Linked DNA regions of Mus musculus: region 1 is linked to region 2. A link is a contact called in public HiChIP or PLAC-seq data. All regions are on one chromosome and are shown on one strand. Each heading gives the region's core, a stretch centred on a gene start, on an enhancer-like site or on the middle of the called end of the contact. The rest is flanking DNA. Distances are from core to core; before and after follow the strand shown.

Region 1 (2,909 bases), core at 322-2,821, 120 kb after region 2:
GAAGAAAACGTGGGCTTGTATCAGCTCTGTAAGGGAGTTCCTCAGGTACGCCTCTCTAGGGAAGGTGCAGAGAGGCCGAGGCCTGGGGCGTAGAAAGCAGAGCTGTGGAGCAGGTTGGGATAAACAGCAACTGGGACAAAAATAGGGTACACTAGACTGGACCCCAGCCATGCCAGCCACAGGTGACCCAGGAGGAAGCTTCACAGTACTCGGTCTCAGTCATGGAGCCAACCACCATGGGTGCTTGGAGCTCTCCTCTTTTTCTCCCCCCTCGTGGAATGAGACACCATCACATGCTGTAACATTACACTATGGGATAACTCCAAGTTCCTGAGCAAAGTTGGTAGATTCCTAGCACAGGCCATTGGAAAGATATTTGGGGGAGGAGAAGGGCGATATTTCTTCATTTGGTTTTAGCAGATTCCAAAGACAAAGAAGATGAGAGGGAGGAGGAGGGAGGAGAAAAAGGAGGGATGAAGGAGGAGGTCGAGGAAGGTGAGGAACTGGAGAAATGAGTGGTTTACAGGGTTCACGAAGACATCGCTACCAAAATGGCTGCTTCCTCCCAGTTACCATCCTTCCTGCTTTGTTAGTATTTTTGTTGTTTCAGTGTCTTACTGTGGATTCCAGCCTGGCTTGAATTCAACCTCCTGCTTACCAGCATGGGCCACCACACCTAGCTCCCTTTGCATTTTGAATTATAAAACAACACACCCACACATCTATAGTTGGAAGATGTTTCTTCTCACATGCAGCAATCCCTCTATTTCTCCCCTGTAAAGTCTTATATATTCATGTGTGTTCTTGGGCACACTCTCCATTTTTGGTTTATATTAAACCTTTGCATTTCCCCATATCACTTGGTGTCATAAGTGCCCTTGTGAATGGTCTCACAGAATTCACCCAGTGGATGTCCTGTCATTTAAGTAAATGGCCCCATCACCTTCCAGTGGGATTTCAGGGCCATTGTCACAGGAGTCTGAAGCCATCCCAACCTGGATTTCCTGTTCTGCATCTTCCTAGATGTACAATCTTGGAGACTTGCTTTCTTCATCCCTGCCTTGGGAACAATAATACTTTCCTCAAAGTGTTATTTAGAGGAAAATAATGGATAGAAACATTTGATACAGTTCTTGAAGTATAGTGTATGTCCTGTACTTAAAGCCAGTCTGTTATTTTGAATTTATCTCTATGATAATCTTTTCATCCTTTGGACTAGTTTTTGTGATAAATTCACAACTGTAACTCAGGGTCAAGATATTTGTGTACTTAAATTGAAGTAGATTGATGCCTCTTGATGTCATAGCAGTTCCCACTGGCTGTTTTTCACGATTGTAAGTGTACTGCCTTCAAAGTAGCCTCACCAGGTCTGGCCAGAAGTTGTCGTTTTCTAAGTTGGGTAATTTAGTGCATTAAATATGACCCTGTGATCTGCTCACGTTAGAATAGTAGTGAGAATAGTGTAATTAGCAGCCTACTCGTCCACCAACCAGCTGCCATAATCACGGGCCTCCTCCCACACTTTGCTTTGAGGAATTTCAGAGTAAACCCTTGTGGCATGCCACTTCCTTCACTGGGCCACGTGGTATACACCCCAACCTCACGAGGGCCTTTTATATCCTCACACAAGCTGCCCTGCCTGATCATACGGACCAAGAGGAAAGTCCTCCTTCATATGACTTCACACACTGTCCCCACAGTTGACGTAGTGCTTCCTATTAAGCAGTATGAAGGAACGAATCTGAGAGGTTGGGTCCCACCAGAGCCCAGCCATTTCTTTATGTTGCTGTCCTGAAATCTTTTCCATCCTTGCTCACCACGGGTTTTCTGGGTTGTCTTATAGAATGGGTTCTGTGTTGGGCTTGGGGTTTTCTCATAGACAGACTGAACACTTTTCTTCAGGCCCCCTTTCTTTTAAAATGGTAATTATTTCCTCATTTTAGCATGAAGTGTTTGGAGGGGCGGTCCTTCTTCTTAGTAGACCCTCAAGGAGTCTTAGATTCCAACATGACTGCTGTTCCTGGCAGGATAGTTATTGTCTGTTAAATGCAGGGTTAAAGAATGGTGTTGGTCTACAAGTGATCCGACTACAATCAGTCCTTGATGCAGAAGTCCCTTTGGTGGGCTACTTCCCTGAGAGCACTTTCTACAGATTCAAGTGGAGAAACGACCTGAAAGGTTGCATGGCTGCAGGATCGTCACAATCATTATAGTGATACACCATTGTGTGTTGGTTAAGCTTGGTGAGAGTAGACTTTGGGAGGAAACCCCCCACCCCATGACCAAAACAAATTCTCCTTTCCTGAAGTATGCTGAAGTATGCTGGCCCCCTAATTGTAACAAGGAGAACAGGCAGCTAAGAGCAAGAAGTTGTTGTGTCCTTGACAACAGCTAGAAGGCAACCCACGTCCAGTGGGGGTTACTATTGCTTATCTCATAATAAAAAGGCCTGCGGTGGGGGTGAGAAGCTGGAAGCTCATCCATGGAGAAGACCCTCTAGCTGGGACGCTAGCTGTCTTCCCCAGGGGCGGTGTCCCCAGTCTGTTTCTAAAGTTGTGCACTTTGAGCACCAGACTGCATGAGCATCACCTTGTGGGCGTCTATCTGCTGCTCCTTGCTACCTTATACTCACTATGTAATCGTCTACTTTTTGCTTGCTATGAACTCAGTAAACTGCTCATTCAAAACTGAAAACACCTCTCTTGCCTCCTACAGAACCAGGGTGACAAATGACTTTGAGAGATGCCACCTGGCAGAATATGATTAGTTAAGTGGTGGCAGTGAGCTTTGTTAGGATTCAAACAAGGGCACCACGTCCTTGGGCACAGCTGATCTGAAGAGACTTCTTAGAAGAAAAACTTAGTCTGAGATTTGACCAGTGTGTGCTTTTAAAACACAGAGAAGCCTGA
Region 2 (2,820 bases), core at 292-2,791:
CACTTGCTTGGCGGAGAGTGCGGAGAGTCAGGGAGTGAATGAGTAACCTCAGAGCTAGGAAAACCACACATCACCCTCTACAGGAAGAAGTGGCAGCCACAGGCAGCCAGCCTCAGGCTGTGTTGGATTTCCAGGACAAGGCTGTACAGCGGACACAAGCCCTCAGTGCAGCTGGTTGGACTTGGAGCCCGGCAGATTGTGTTTTCCTTCCTGTGTGATCTGCCAGGTCCTTTATCCCATCACCCCTCAGTATCTCCATGTCTACTTAGATGGTGTTGTCAGGCTTAAATAGAAGAGCAAATTTCAGGTCCTTGTCACCTCTGTGCAGCCATCGGTAATAGGCCAATGGTATGTGGGTTAATCGTCACAATAACTATCTTTATATGTCCTTCATATTCTGCAGATGGAGTTACTTAGTCCACTCACCAACTAACCCCTCTGAAGTTGGTGCCATTATCCTCCCTGTGGGGTAGATGAGGAACTGGAGTACCTGTGCACACGAGTGGGTTCCCATCCTCATGCGTTTTAGGGTGACGGGCACCACACATAGCCTTTGGAAGGTGACTGTTTTACTTCAATGTTAGCGAGGTGTTTATCTGAGAGCACAATTCCACTCTTGTTTCTGCGCCTTTTCTCTTCCCTATTCCTGGCAGTGGGGATGGGACTGAGAACTCTGGGAAGGTACAGCTCCTAGGGAAAGACATCTTTGAAGAGACAGTCTCACCCTTAGTGTGGGCACCCTATGGACAGGGTCCAGCAGGCCCCATTATGGAGTCTGTGCATGGCCTCTGAGGTAGGCAATAATCTGTCACCTGAGAAGAATAGCCTGAGAGTCTGTCCCAGCCTCTTGAGGCCCAGCTGTCTCACACCTAAGTCTCCACTTGCTCAACTCTGTGTCTGGGTGAGAGCCCATGTATAGTGAAGCTGCCAGGTCAGGATGGATCCACATGTCCACACTGGGGTTGGAGTCTTCTTGCTACTTTCCTCCTTATTCACCAGGGTGAACCGTAGCAATGAGTCCCTATTGCTGGCTAGTTATCTGGCTTCTCCTTCTAGAGTCATGTGGGAGGAGCCATCTGAGGGGCTGTATATATGTTTAAGATCATTGAGTTACAGAAATTATTGTTATGGTTGAGCTTCTGGGTTATTTCCATCCTCTTGGAACGTGTTCCTTAAATTGCTACCAGATGGCACGTGGGAATGTTCTGATAGTCTATGGCAGAGGTTCTTAAACTATGAGTTGTGAACCACTTGGGGGTCAAATGACCCTTTCACAGGAGTCACCTAAGACCATTGAAAAACACAGATATTTACATTATGATTCATAAGAGTAGCAAGATTACAGTTATGAAGTAGCAACAAAAATGATTTTATGGCCCAGGGTCACCACAACCATACTTTGGGGTCGTGCTGCAGCAGGAAGGTTGAGAACCACTGGTTTATAAAACTCCGAGGTCCAGTACCAACATCTCTTGTCTGCCCACACTCATTGTTACCTTTAAAAACTGCTCTATGAAAGCAGAGGTACTCGCTTCTTTAGGTTTCTGTTTTACTAGGGAAGGTGGGCAGTGTTTGTTACTGTTTAGTGGGTAGGGTTTCTTCTTCCACCTACACATGACCAGGGCATATCAGTGTTTAAAAAAAAACAAGCAGGGCAGTGCTGGCTCATGCCTTTAATTCCATCACTCCTGAGGCAGAGGCAGGAGAATTTCTGTCAGTTTCAGCCTGATCTATAGATCACGTTCCAAGAGAGCCAGTACTACACAGAGAAACCCTGTCTCAAAAAACTCAAACCAAAACCAAAACCAAAACACCCCCCCCCCCCACACACAAAAGAAACCAACTAGTATCTTATGATTATAAAATTAGTGTATATGAATCATAAAGTTTCATATTCCAGGAATATGTAACAGGAAGTATGATTCAGGGAATACGTGACTTGGTTAGTCTTCACCCTATGAAATCACTACTATGGAATTGGCTTTTTAAGAATTTTTAAGACAAATTTTACCGTTTCTTCCTTGACCTTGACAGCTTTGGAAAACCCATTCATGGCTCTAGTCTCTTAAAAGGTGTTCTATTTAGTGGTATTTTTGACTAGGAAAATCTATGACTCTCTGAGCTGGGGACATGCACGTAATCCCAGCTGCTGAAGAGGCTGAGGTGTGAAGATTGGATTTGAGGGCAATCTGGACTACTCAGGGAGATGTGATTAAAAAACAATCTATTCAGAGATACAATGCATCCACACGACTCTTCAAGATTTGGGGTTCCCCAGTGACAAACTCCACATCTCCCTGTCATGCTCAGCTGTCCCTCTGCTGAATTCAGTGCTGTGCTTTCTTCCTGACAAGGGTGCTGTCCTTTTGTAGGGTCAGGCTAGGGCACGGGAGAGGATGTCAGCTGCCCTCTCTGCAGATCTCTTTTCTCTACCCGGTCTTTCCATGAGCCCCATCTGCCCAACAGCCTGGTCCTGGTACATCCAGGGAACCAGGGGGTAACAATCATATGAAAGTGTGAGCAAGTTGGGGGCAGGTGAAGAGTGAACTTGCAAGGCTGGCTGGGTCCACGAATCAAGCTGTGTCCCAGAGGGGCTGGGAGGAGCATCTCTGCTTGGGCAACCAGGTGAGGTTGCCATGGGGATAACTATAGTAACTCTGATCAAGCACTGGCCCTGCTCTCTCCCAGCTGGAAGATGAGGTGCCCAGGAGAACAGCTTTGCAGTGCCCTATGCATTCAGACAGGCTGTATTTGGTAGAAATATTTGGTAAATGACACACAATTAATATATTCTGGCTAACTGACCAGGAAAAAAGAAAT

The links. HiChIP or PLAC-seq counts read pairs in DNA pulled down with a chosen protein or histone mark.
Region 1: a contact with region 2 is called in a BATF HiChIP or PLAC-seq map of CD8 T cells, with 11 read pairs. The contact joins two enhancer-like sites. A contact is called at or near these places in 2 of 15 datasets of contacts at CTCF or cohesin (CD8 T cells and large pre-B cells), 21 of 484 Hi-C or Micro-C datasets (CD4 T cells, CD8 T cells, CD8 central memory T cells and 14 more), 4 of 115 datasets of contacts at active chromatin or transcription factors (CD8 T cells, bone marrow-derived dendritic cells, embryonic stem cells and 1 more) and 3 of 9 other capture datasets (adipose tissue, embryonic stem cells and liver).

The regions. Positions count from the first base shown.
Region 1 is chr14:27,315,745-27,318,653 of GRCm38.p6, forward strand. It overlaps a transcript of Arhgef3 not described here. Among named protein-coding and RNA genes, the nearest start is that of Arhgef3, 19 kb to the right of the region's middle. Within about 2 kb of position 1,572, at least 37 of the 459 cell types and tissues checked have an H3K27ac peak or open chromatin away from gene starts, as enhancers often do. A contact at or near this core is called in CD8 T cells and Th2 cells, where this site is marked.
Region 2 is chr14:27,197,135-27,199,954 of GRCm38.p6, forward strand. It overlaps a transcript of Arhgef3 not described here. Among named protein-coding and RNA genes, the nearest start is that of Gm34848, 67 kb to the right of the region's middle. Within about 2 kb of position 1,542, at least 24 of the 459 cell types and tissues checked have an H3K27ac peak or open chromatin away from gene starts, as enhancers often do. A contact at or near this core is called in CD8 T cells and Th2 cells, where this site is marked.